Linked DNA regions of Anser cygnoides: regions 1 and 2 are each linked to region 3. Evidence: chromatin contacts called from public Hi-C data. All regions are on one chromosome and are shown on one strand. The core of a region is the stretch at or near the end of the contact, and the rest is flanking DNA. Distances in the headings are between cores, read along the strand shown.

Evidence for each region. Hi-C and Micro-C count contacts between places; a contact is called where the count stands out from the background.
Region 1: a contact with region 3 is called in a Hi-C map of liver, with 2.4 times the contacts expected there. The contact joins the promoter of SH3D19 here to the enhancer-like site in region 3. A contact is called at or near these places in 2 of 7 Hi-C or Micro-C datasets (both in liver).
Region 2: a Hi-C map of liver shows a contact between it and region 3, with 17 times the contacts expected there. The contact joins the promoter of FHIP1A here to the enhancer-like site in region 3. A contact is called at or near these places in 3 of 7 Hi-C or Micro-C datasets (granulosa cells and liver).

The regions. Positions count from the first base shown.
Region 1 is chr4:46,829,722-46,833,624 of Taihu_goose_T2T_genome, forward strand. SH3D19 (SH3 domain containing 19) reads right to left here and starts at 1,378. Exons shown (of 20, transcript XM_066996730.1): 1 at 1,157-1,378. The coding sequence starts at 1,247.
Region 2 is chr4:46,857,433-46,861,131 of Taihu_goose_T2T_genome, forward strand. It overlaps FHIP1A (FHF complex subunit HOOK interacting protein 1A), which reads left to right and starts at 1,747. Exons shown (of 14, transcript XM_066996734.1): 1 at 1,747-1,956. LOC106032250 (a long non-coding RNA gene) reads right to left here and starts at 1,704. Exons shown (of 4, transcript XR_010831515.1): 1 at 1,571-1,704; 2 at 1,274-1,371.
Region 3 is chr4:46,795,339-46,798,894 of Taihu_goose_T2T_genome, forward strand. All of the region lies in intron 2 of SH3D19 (SH3 domain containing 19), which reads right to left. Among named protein-coding and RNA genes, the nearest start is that of SH3D19, 34 kb to the right of the region's middle. Within about 2 kb of position 2,198, at least 3 of the 3 cell types and tissues checked have open chromatin away from gene starts, as enhancers often do. A contact at or near this core is called in liver, where this site is marked.

The sequences.
Region 1 (3,903 bases), core at 128-2,627, 34 kb after region 3:
CAGAATATTTGGAATTCAATTTTAAATATGCAGTGTAGCTGATATTTTCCCTGGAAACTGTCTTTAAGAAAACAGTTGATTCTGGAAATAATTTTACAGTGAGAGAGGAGGAAAATGCTGCATTTACCAACTTTGTGAAGATAGAGAAAGTGATATAAGCATTGCTTTTCAATTAACAACAATCAAATTAAAGAAACTACTTCAACTACTACCAAGATCCACTGGATGTCCTTGTATCAAACAAAAGCTTACTACAACCTTCAAGTCTACCTATAAAGCCATATCAACCTGTTTGTTCCCAAGCTCCTGTCTCCATGCCTTCCTGTACACAATAGCTCTCACCTCCTGTTTGCCAAGGCCTGCAGTCCTTACCTGCACGGAAACAATCATATGCAATTTTATATATAATTTTTATACCTAGATGTTCCATCCACCTTGACATTTACAAGAAAAATCAGTAACGTATTTTGTTTCCTGGTAAGGTATCTCCAACGTCCGGACGTGTCTGGTGGACAATGCGTGTCTGCCTCAGCATTAGCTTGGAGAAGCAGGCTTTCAGAGCGTACTTCCTGATCACCCTCTGAGAGCACGCTTTCGGCTCACGCTGGGCAGCTGTACAGATGCACCTGCCCTGAATTAATTTCAGTGAAACTGACCGGGATGACACGCTCCAGCAGTGCTGCCCATGTGATCCAGCCCCCCAGGGAAACCCAGTCCCATTGACCAGGCTAGGGCTAGTCACAAGTCAAGGCACACTGTGGGGTCACCAGGTCCTCAGTGCCAGCTGTTCCACCCCACATACCCACGCCAGTTAGGATGGGCTCCATGATGACCCCAGTAGCCACCACCCCACGATCCCTAGTCCTGTGGCCTCTCAGGCCAGCAGAGCCTCCTGCAGCAGGATCTGCTCCAGAATTGGCGCGTGCCACCAGGGCTCCAGCAGCGAGGAGCCAAGCCCTTTGGTGGCTTGGCCACACCGTGCGGGTTACCATGCCTGGAAGAGCTGAAACCCTCTGTCGCTGCCGGGGAGGCTCCAGGGGTGGCACCGGGCCTCCTCACGCTGCCCTTCGCCCTCCCTCGCCCTCCCGCCCGGGGCCAACGCCAACGCGGGCACCTGCAGCCTCGCCGCCCCGCGCCCCCGGCCCCGGTCCCTCACCTGCCGCCGAGCCCAGGGCACCCCTGCGGTGCCTTCTGCCCAGCTCCCGCAGCTCCTCCTCGTCCTCCTCCAGCCTCCAGGCTTCGGCCATCGGCGAGGGGCCCGCGGGCGGCGGCGCTCAGCAAGCGGGGGCTGCCATGGCCAGGGGCGGCGGGTGAGGCCGGCGCCTTCCCCTCAGCACCGCCCCGGCCCCGGCCGGGCCTGCCCCGCGCTGCTGGGGGGAGCCGGCGGCCGAGGAGAAGGAGGAGGAAAAGGAGGAGGAAGAAGAGGAGGAGAAGGGCAGCGGAGGCGCCGGCTGCCCTTCCTGCCCATCCGCGGCTCGCCGCCGTCAGCAGGAAGCCCCGCGGCCGCCTGGCACCGCCGCCAAAGGGGGAGGAGGAGGCGGCGGGGGGAGGTACCTGGCGGCCGCCGCCGGGGGCACCGCCACCGCTCCCTCCCCTTGGAAAGAGAAAAGTTTAACAGGACGAAAAGGTCGCTGACTGCGAGGGGGTGGCCAGCTGGCGGCCCGGGGGCAGCTCGCTGAGGGGCGGGCTTCATGGCGGCAGGGCCGGGGGGTGCAGAAATGCAGCCCGCCCGCAGCCTGGGGGGCTCCCTGGGCGAGGGAAGGCCTTCAGCTGATGGCCGGCCTTAACTCGAGACCTGCAGGGTGTAGGTTTTGGCTTGGTGTTCAAACTACTCACGGATAAGTGATCTTATGGATGCACTTGCAACCAGTAGGTACACACTTCCAGCACAGAAGTGATATGCAGAATCTGGCTGTGCTCCAAGTTGGACGCTTTAAACTCAAGCTGTAGTTTTTTGCCCTTTTTTTTTTTTTTCTTTCCTGGGCCTCACTTGCCCATAACTAGAATTGAAATAACATCGCTTCTTTGTGTAATATGATTGTAAAACCAAGTCATAAATGTTTTTACAGGTGACTCCACACTGGGCATCGCTGAAAGAAAGCACGTGAGGAAGTAAAATTCAGCTTCAGAGCAGGTGAAAAGTGGACACTAAATAAAGTATGTGACCACAAATTAGGCCAGGAAGATACAACAAAGCACTGAGTAATCCTAATGTTGAGCAATATCTGTGTTTACTCACTAAGCACCATCTACTCTGCTGAAAAAAGTACCACGCAGGAAGAAAAAAATGTATCACAATACATAAATACAAATGAACGGCCATGTGTTTCTTTGTGTTTCAGTGCCTGACTTTACAATCATTGCTCCTTAACAGTTATTCTGTTTTGGTTTTCCTCTTTAAGTGCTTAGTGTTCAAGGGGCATAATAGTTATACGTTAGGAGGATGTAAGGCTTTATGCTGTAAAAGCACACAAAGCCAGGCATAAAACTGAATGTACAGTAGGACTATATTACAAACAAGTTAAACCTGCCACTACAGGTATGTGTTCTCAAAAGCCTCATGCTTCAGATGACTTCTGCATGGATGGATTGCATGTTAGCCAAAAGATCTCACCTCACAAATTCCAGCGCCAGATCAACACCTTGTACTTGATCTAAACTGGATATGTATTTCCCCAATGGGGTGCTTCTGCTGCAGATACTCTACAGGGGTGTGCCACGCAGCCTTACCTGCAACAACAACAAAATACACAAAAAAGAAGTTCAAACACAAAAAGTATGAGGAACAACACCAGAGGCGAGTAAAGTTGATGGTATGTGCCTACATGACAAAAAATCTCCCACACGAAACAAATGGGATGTGTTGTTTGTATTCTGTTTCTTTGCAATGGAGCCCAAATGCAGCACCTGTATTCAGCTCCTAAACACCACTAACCACAGCATGATAAGAACCATCAATTTTCTGCTTCCTGAATATTTATTTTTAATACTATGTGGTTTATTGCTGGGGGGAGAGGAGGGAGAATGAAGGGAAGCTTACTATCATGAAAATTACCAAGGAAGGAAAAAAATCAGAAATATATGATAGAACATTATACAAATTTGAAGAATCTGGAAAATTTAATTAAACTTCCAAGCATATAAAACTGAAAAATACATTTGGAGAGATCTTAGGTTTACGAGAAACATGCTGAACAAAGTCATTCTACCTGTGATTATGGAAACATTCCCCAAAATATCAAGAAACAGAATATGGAAGGATCCTGGTTATTTAATGTTGATAATCATCAAGAGTTGGTTCGAGTTCACAGAATTAGCTTAGTTCACTGAGACTGTATTGAAAGTTTTGCCAGCTGTGCATCATGCAGCCAGAGCAAGGTTTCTAGAGATGAAGCTCCAGACAGAAACACGGCAACAGTTGGGGGCCTAAAATTATACAGGAGGTAATTATGGACACCATGGAAAAATGGATAACAAATGTAATAAAAACAGTCCTCCATGTTCTTTATATGGCTGAGACACACTTAAAAGTGCCCAGAGAAAGCCCTATGTACAAAGGAAAGCACAATACCTAGGTTATACAACGTGATGAAGTCTCTGAAGCACTAGCGTGGCCATATAGCAGGCTCTGCCAGCAGGAAATGCAGTTGGGACAGGGACTGAGTTTCAGAGCTAAAAGAGGTGTTTGAGAAGTGCCTTGGACTGACCGAGGATAGATTTCACCAGAAAGGAAGAGGTCAAACTGATACAATCCTGAAGTGGATACAAGATTCAGGCAGCAGTAACCAGCATACTACTGGAAACTACTGGAAACAGTTTCCAAGCCGTACCACTGGAAACAAATCAAAATTGCCAGTGTTTAAACAAAATTAAAATGCAAAGCAGCATTGTATGAAATACTTG
Region 2 (3,699 bases), core at 497-2,996, 62 kb after region 3:
ACAAATGGTAAGAAATACTGTATCTAACGTAGGAATACATGTCTCCAACAGAGAAATGAACTGCCAGAGATTTGGGCAACATTCACTGTGGATTCAGACTATGAGGAGGAGGATGTTTTGGTACCTCTGCTGAGCACTTCTACCATAGCATTTACAATTAAAGAATCATGTTGAACTAACAACTCATCTTGCAGTTCTGAAAATAATAAACAACAGGAGAAGAGGGAAGAACTGTAATCTCTGGAATAGCTGCTTCCCCCACACCTCACTCCAAAAGCTTAGACCTACTTTCAACATGTCAAGATATTTTAATTCTTCCAGTTATTCTAAGTGGAGGAACCTGACTCAAGTTAGTTTAATTTCTGACTGGATTTTTGGATGATGGCTTTGTCCTGGGTTGGGAAATCTTAACTCTACCATACCTAGGTGTGAGTTAGTTTGTGAGGACCTAGGTAGTTAGCAACCTTAGTGAATTATTCTTTAATTACATAGTGCATTTGGAGAGAACACTTCCTGAGCTCACAGAGAATACCATTACACTTGGTAAATTATATTATATCTTTATGTAAATGAGCTGTTACTTTAATAGGCCAATGTCTATTCCTATTTGGAGTCATTAGCAAAATCACAATCAGTACCCTGACAGTCTAATTAATTTATTTGAAGCCTTTAAAAAAAAAAAAAAAAGGAAGAAAGGAAGACACAGCAAACCATGCTTAAGTATTCACCAACAGGAGTCTACTGCAGTTAAAGTCAAGTATAGAGAAATACAACCTATAGCTAACATAGAAAATTACCATTAATTTCTATCTAATTCTTAAGTGTCTTGGGCTAGACTTAACAAGGCTGTTAGTACTTCTGGTTTGCTGCTGTTCCATGTAGGAGAAGTCAATGGCATGAAGCTGGTCATCTTCTATGAGCTAGGGGGTCAGCCTCTTCTCACAGATAACTAGCGACAGGACTAGAGGGAACGGCCTCAAGTTGCGCCAGGGGAGGTTTAGGTTAGAAATTAGGAGACATTTCTTCTTAGAATGAGTAGTCAGGTGTTGGCACGGGTTGCCCAGGGAGGTGGCGGAGTCATTGTCCCTGGGGGTGTTCAAGGAAAGGTTGGATGTGGTGCTTAAGGACATGGTTTAGTGGGTGACATTGGTGGTAGGGGGATGGTTGGACCAGATGATATTGGACATCATTTTCAGCTTCAATGACTTTTGGATTCTGTTTGCCCTGCAGCCCCACACGGGGGAACAGGCCCTGCAGGCCTGCGGCGACTCACCGAGGAAAGAGGCCTTGAAAGGCTGCTGCTGGGAGAAACGCACCCCGAGGAGCACCAGCACTTCTGCGAGGACAGGTAGTCGTACGCTGCTGCACCACCTAAAGAAAAAGAAAAAAAAAGAGGTGTGTGTATAACAGTGCCATCTAGTGACGCACATAACCGGGGCCACTTTCCCTCCACGGGCCCAGCCGTCGTTTATAAAGCCCCAGACCCATATGCCACGCGTTGTTATTATCATTTTACTGCCGTTCCGAGCCTGAAGGCCCCTTCCCCAGTACCCAGAGCCGCCCCCCAAACCTTCGGGCCGCCTTCAGGCGCCTTCCCCCGTGCGGAGGCAGGAGCGGGCGGCCGGCAGGGGGCAGCGCGGCCGGGCCTGGCCGAGCCGGGCAGGTGGCGGCTCCTCCCCGCCGCTCTGACTCAGCGGCCCGGCCCCGCTCCCCCGAACCGGGCGGCCGCTGCCAAGCCGGGGCCGCCTGCCCTGCCCTGCCCTTCGCTGCAGCCGCCCCGCCGCGGGGCGAGATGGCCGCCCTGAGGGCACGCAGCCTGCGGGGCGCTCGCTGAGGGATCCCTCCTTCCCTCCGAGGCGTTAGCGCCGGCCACGGCCGCTTTACCTGGGCGAGCGGAGCTCGGGGCGGCCCCCACGGGAAACTTTCCGCCGTGGCGAGGGGGACCCGCCGCGCCAGGTAGGGGCTGAGGGGGTGCCGGGGGGAGCTGGGGAGGTGGCTGCTGCCCGCCTCCTGGCCGCGCAGGGCAGCAATGTAGGTCACGGGAAATAAGGCCGGCCTAATCCCCCTGATCTGTTTTGGTGGAGCGAGAGGAGGGTCGGCTCGGCCGCCGGGCTGCAGGGCGACCTGGCTGCGAAGTTTCCTGACAGAAAGCCGGCCGGGACGGGGCGAGCAGCGAGGTGAGAGCGTGGGGAGGGCTCCTGGCTGCCCGGGGAGACTTTTTCCTCACAGGTGTGACACCGGCGTGTTTTTCACTTGGTTTGTTGGCTTTGTGACACTATCCATGAGTTCCCGGTTTGGGTTCAAACTTCTGTGTTAGCGCTCCGGTAATACTAACCTTTTTTTTTCCTCAGGAAATTCCTTGCGTCACTTACGAAAACTTATGAAGGCTCCTTTGGTGTTTTCCTGGGGCACCAAAGCAAAGCGGAGGTCTGAGTTAGTCTTGATAAAGTGACTGCTGTCTTCCTTCAAGGCAGTGAGGAGCTGTTAGCAGTGTCCTGTGAGCCTGCTCTGCCACCTGAGCCTGTCAATAGGAACCTGACGTGATTCTGAGAGGCTCTGTGGGGACACATCCGCAGGCACAGGTGGAGGTGCGGTGTCTGTTAGGGGACTGCGAGTGGGACCGACCTATGCTGCTATGGCTTTGCCAGATCAGGACGCGTGATTTCTTAAAACTGAGAAATGCTGAGGCAGGCTTGGCGGTATTTGGAGGTAATATTTCACTTGGATTTCCTCCTTCTCCTGCCCAGGGTCTGTGATTGGTCTTCTGATTAGCATTAATACGGCCCAGACACGGATAAGAAGACAAATACCTCCAAATCAGAGTTATTTTTATACGTTGTCATACTTTTTGAGATGAAAAATACTGCAGAATCTGCCGCTGTTTTCTCTGTCCAGATGTTTTCTGATGATCAGTGTGAAACTGTGATGCTCCAGATTCCATAGTGGTATTTTTCATCCATATAACATGGCTTTCACCCCTCCTTGGAGCCCTAAGAAGGATTTGGGGCCTTATTTCCGTGGTGGTGAAGCATGATGTTTTTATCTTGTTTCATTTTCAGATTAAAGAGGGAGTGGTAAACTCTCTGTTCAAAGAGGTTTGTCATATCAACGTAGTAATAGTGTTAAGTCACGCAGTTCAGACCAATGCTTTTGGCCTGTGCTGTTTTTGTATCATAATTTCTAGAAGGAAATCTTTTAGAATTAAGGGCAATTGGAAGGGGATAGAACACCTGAAGGAGTCAAGTCAGATTAGGATTTTCACATTATTTGTGCCACCTTACTTCAGCTGGGCTGTGTATAAAGAGTCCACCTGCTCTGAAACTAATCTAGGAATTAGGACCTGATGCTGTGACTTATGTCTTCCTCGCTGGCTGTACGTTAATAAATGTAGAAGGTCAAAGGAGGAAGAAAAGACAGAAAACCTTATAATCTGCTTTGTAAAGTACAAATAGTTGCAAAGGGCAAGACTGTACTGGTGATGTATCGATGTGAGGATGGCAGTTGCAGTTGTGAAGCTGTTGAACACCCAGATGCCTTTTTCTGTGATTCATCTCAATCAAGACAAATGTTTTCAATTGACTTCTGCAAACAGCTATTTTAATCTATTTGTTGAACCATGAAGACTGACAATATGTACTTTGAAAAATAAGCGAATTGTATTAAAATGATGACAGCTGAGTTGCCAAAGCCTATAAAACA
Region 3 (3,556 bases), core at 948-3,447:
CAAACTGCTGGAAGAAAACAGAACAGACAGCAGGAAGCAGGCACTTTCACTGCATAAAAGCCTGATAAACATTAGCTCAAACAGCCCCCCAGCCACACCTAATATGGAGTGAGTACAGATGCAAACCACTCGCTCTGCCCCCATACTATTTACCAGGCAGCAGAGGACAAGCGGAGCAATTCTTTTGACATCTGATTTAAGCTGGACGTCACTCACTGTTAACTTAAAGCACAAACTTTGTTCCATTTCCAACTGAAGCAGCAGCTCTGCTGTGCTTCCCAAGCCAGCCCTTCAGAAGGGGGAACTAGCCCAACTCTGGGCATCCAAACAAACTGGCTTGATAGGTTCAGAGGGGACCTTTAAAGCTGCTGAACTTGCTAGCTGAAAGCAGTCAGGTACTTCAAGTCAGCAGTGATACGCAAAGTGTCCCACGGGTCACCCTTTCTGAAAGATAAAGAACCTGGAATGGTTCGTTTGAAGATGTTAAGCACCTACTCACTCCTCCTGCGGGCTTTATTCTAGGTTTCAAGGACAGATTTCCCAAATATAAACACTTAAGGAAAGTGCTTCTAAAGCATATTTTAAGCCCGCGCATTGGTGAAATAAAATTGTCACCAGCTGCAGCTCTACCTGAAGGCCCGCTCCTGCGAGGTGACTCCTGAACCAAGGCAGCAGCCCCCGGGAAGCAGATGGGAGCAGCACGGGGTTCAAACCACTGAGGTGTCTCTGAACCAGCAGAAGGAATTGTGCCTGTTGGGAGGGTCTGCATTTCACCCAGGGATCCTCCAGCTGTTTTGGGAGCAGCAGTGGCTCCAGCCCAGCTGAGGCCACCTCAGGGACTCGTCTGCCGGCTCTGCTCCTGAGCACTGACAGACTCATGCTGCGCTTTGCCTGCTGCTGGAGGCCACAGGCAGTGCTGGCTTGTGATTCCTCCCTCCTGCTTGTAAGCACACCCTCACCGATGTAGGGGGGGTTCCCCAGGCTACCTACAGACTTCTGCCCTATGGGCTGCAGTACTGCTTGGGATAAAAAAGACATCCCAAGCTATGGTCCTGTCTCAGCATCCTTCCTTCATCCACCTCCGACCACTCACCCTCCTATTCTGTGGCACGCATGGGGTGCTCTGCAGGAATCGTGCAACCCTCTACAGCGCCTGCTCCCACAGGAACCTCCCTCTAGCAGGAGGGACACCTTTGGTTTCTTTATCAGAGCTGACGTAACGATGAGTATTCTACAGGAAAACCGATCACACCTATTTCATACATTGTTCTAGAGATTTTTCTGGTGAGAAAAAAATGAAAAAGGACAATCACTTGTTCTAGAAAACAAATATAGTGAAGCATCTGCTCCAAAGATTTATCCTTCACATCACATTATATGGGATTTTTCTCCGGACATCTGTCCTTTGGTTCACACACCTGCGTAAAAGGCATTTAACACATTTTCAGTTGTGATAATTATTGACTCTTTACACCGGCACTTTAAAAAGTTAAAACATTGCTATTTTTAATATCTTGTGACTTCTTGGAATGCCAGCCAAGAATTTTTCAATAGCTGATGTTGAAATCACTGCGAGGTAAAACACTAGAATAATGAAAGGCACGATCTATTCCTCTCAGTTCCTCTAGAAATCATGCTAGCTTCCTAATAGCCAACGTACCACAATGTAATCTTTTTAAAGCTTATTAGGAAACTGTTAATATTATTTAGAAAACATTATTCCAAACAAAATATTCAAAATATAATGATTTCACCGCAGACTGAGTTCCAGAAAGACGTTAGTATTTCTATAGTAAAATTAAGGCTGGTGCAAAAGACTGAGTTTACCACCATGCAGATGGCAGGCCAAGGACAGAGCTGTTAGTTTACGTGACACATGGACCCGAGATGCAGTTTCTCCCTTGGTATAAGACAAACAGAGAGTGCACAGCCAGTACAGGCTCTCCATTTCCACCAGCCATCCTGTGCCGGTGCTGACATGGCCACGTCTGCTGGATCAGCCATGTGATTTTGCTAATAACAAACACCCCAATTAGTTTTCAGGCAGACAGGCTGACTGCTCCAGCTGGCTGTAGCTCCCCATGAGCACCAGGGTGATGCAAGAGGTGGTGAGAAGGGGCAGCCAGTGAGGCCAGCGGCTGTCCTTGTGGGAAGCAGCTCAGCCTCCACACACAAAACACGACCTTTAGCCTGTGACTCACTTCCAACGTGCGGCTGATCAGACAGCAAATCACCAAACGCTGGCTCTGCCTTGGGTCAGCTGTTCTTCTCGCCCTTCGGCATCAGCTGATTCACTGTTGTGGTTTGGTTTTCTGCTCGTGCTGGTTGCCCAGACTGGCTCGCTGGGAGATCAGACGATCACCAGCAGAAAGCAGCTGGCAGTGGCCTGGCACCATCGTGGCCGCTCTGGAACATGAAGACAGCACCCTCACCTTCCCTGCTAAGTAATGGGGTATTGCACCCCATGGCCCTGCGGGAACTAATAAAGATCCGGTCACCTAAGAAATCAAGTGCTCAATACTACAGATCTAGGAAATCAGACTCACCCTGGTACCACTTTACCTCTCTTGGGCCTGGCCCCAAAAGCAAGCAATCCCGAAGCAGTAATTAAGCCCAGTTACAATTCAATCCTCATCACTATGCTGAAGATGTCTGCTTCTGCATCACTAAATGAACAGAGCAACTGTGACTTCCCACTGCTTGGATAAGCAAGGACGTAGTTAAGAAGCAGCTAAAACCCAGCTGCTCAGCTAATTAGAACAGCTCGCATTGATCAGTGTAGGGAGATGGTTTCAGAAATGGCTTTCTAGCTATTGCTTCAGCCACTTATTCCATATTCATGTGCTTGTCACTGTCGTACTTGGAGACGGTATTTCAGCCACCGAACCTTCAATTTTATGGCAGGACACTGGAAGGAAGTAAAAGCAGATCAAAGCAGCAAATGATAACATTTCACCCACTGATCCTTGCAGCAAACTGCAGTCATCAACATGCAACAGCTTCCACACTTAACAATGTCCAGCTTAGATCTTGAAGCTAAAACACCCCAAATTTTAGTGTGAATCTGAATCACTCAGTTCATGTGTATCCCAAATTAACACTTTCCTGATCCAGAGCTACAGACACGCTAGACAGAATTCCCCTTTTCACTTTGCATTTTCTTTCAGACAACCTGAGCTGCACTGCACCTTGCCCCAAAGAGGACTGCATGCACTTGCCCATTCCAGAAAGACAAATTGTCAGAGCATTATTCAAGTTATTCTCAGTCTTCGTTGTCTATTTACGGATTTTGTCTCCCATCAAAATGTGTATGACAAGAACGGAGGGCCCTGCTTATTGAAGAGTTTGGCCCTTCTGTAACAGTCAAGAATCTACGATCTAACCTATTTATCAACAATTCGTACTCACTTCTGTGATACCTCTGCAAATATGTCTCGATGGAAATTGAGAAATAATATTGCAAATACTTTAATGACAATTTAATCTTGGTAGTAAATATTTCTAGCAGTTGAAAGCACGTGTAATTTTAAGTGTAAAATGTTATCGTAATGCAGCA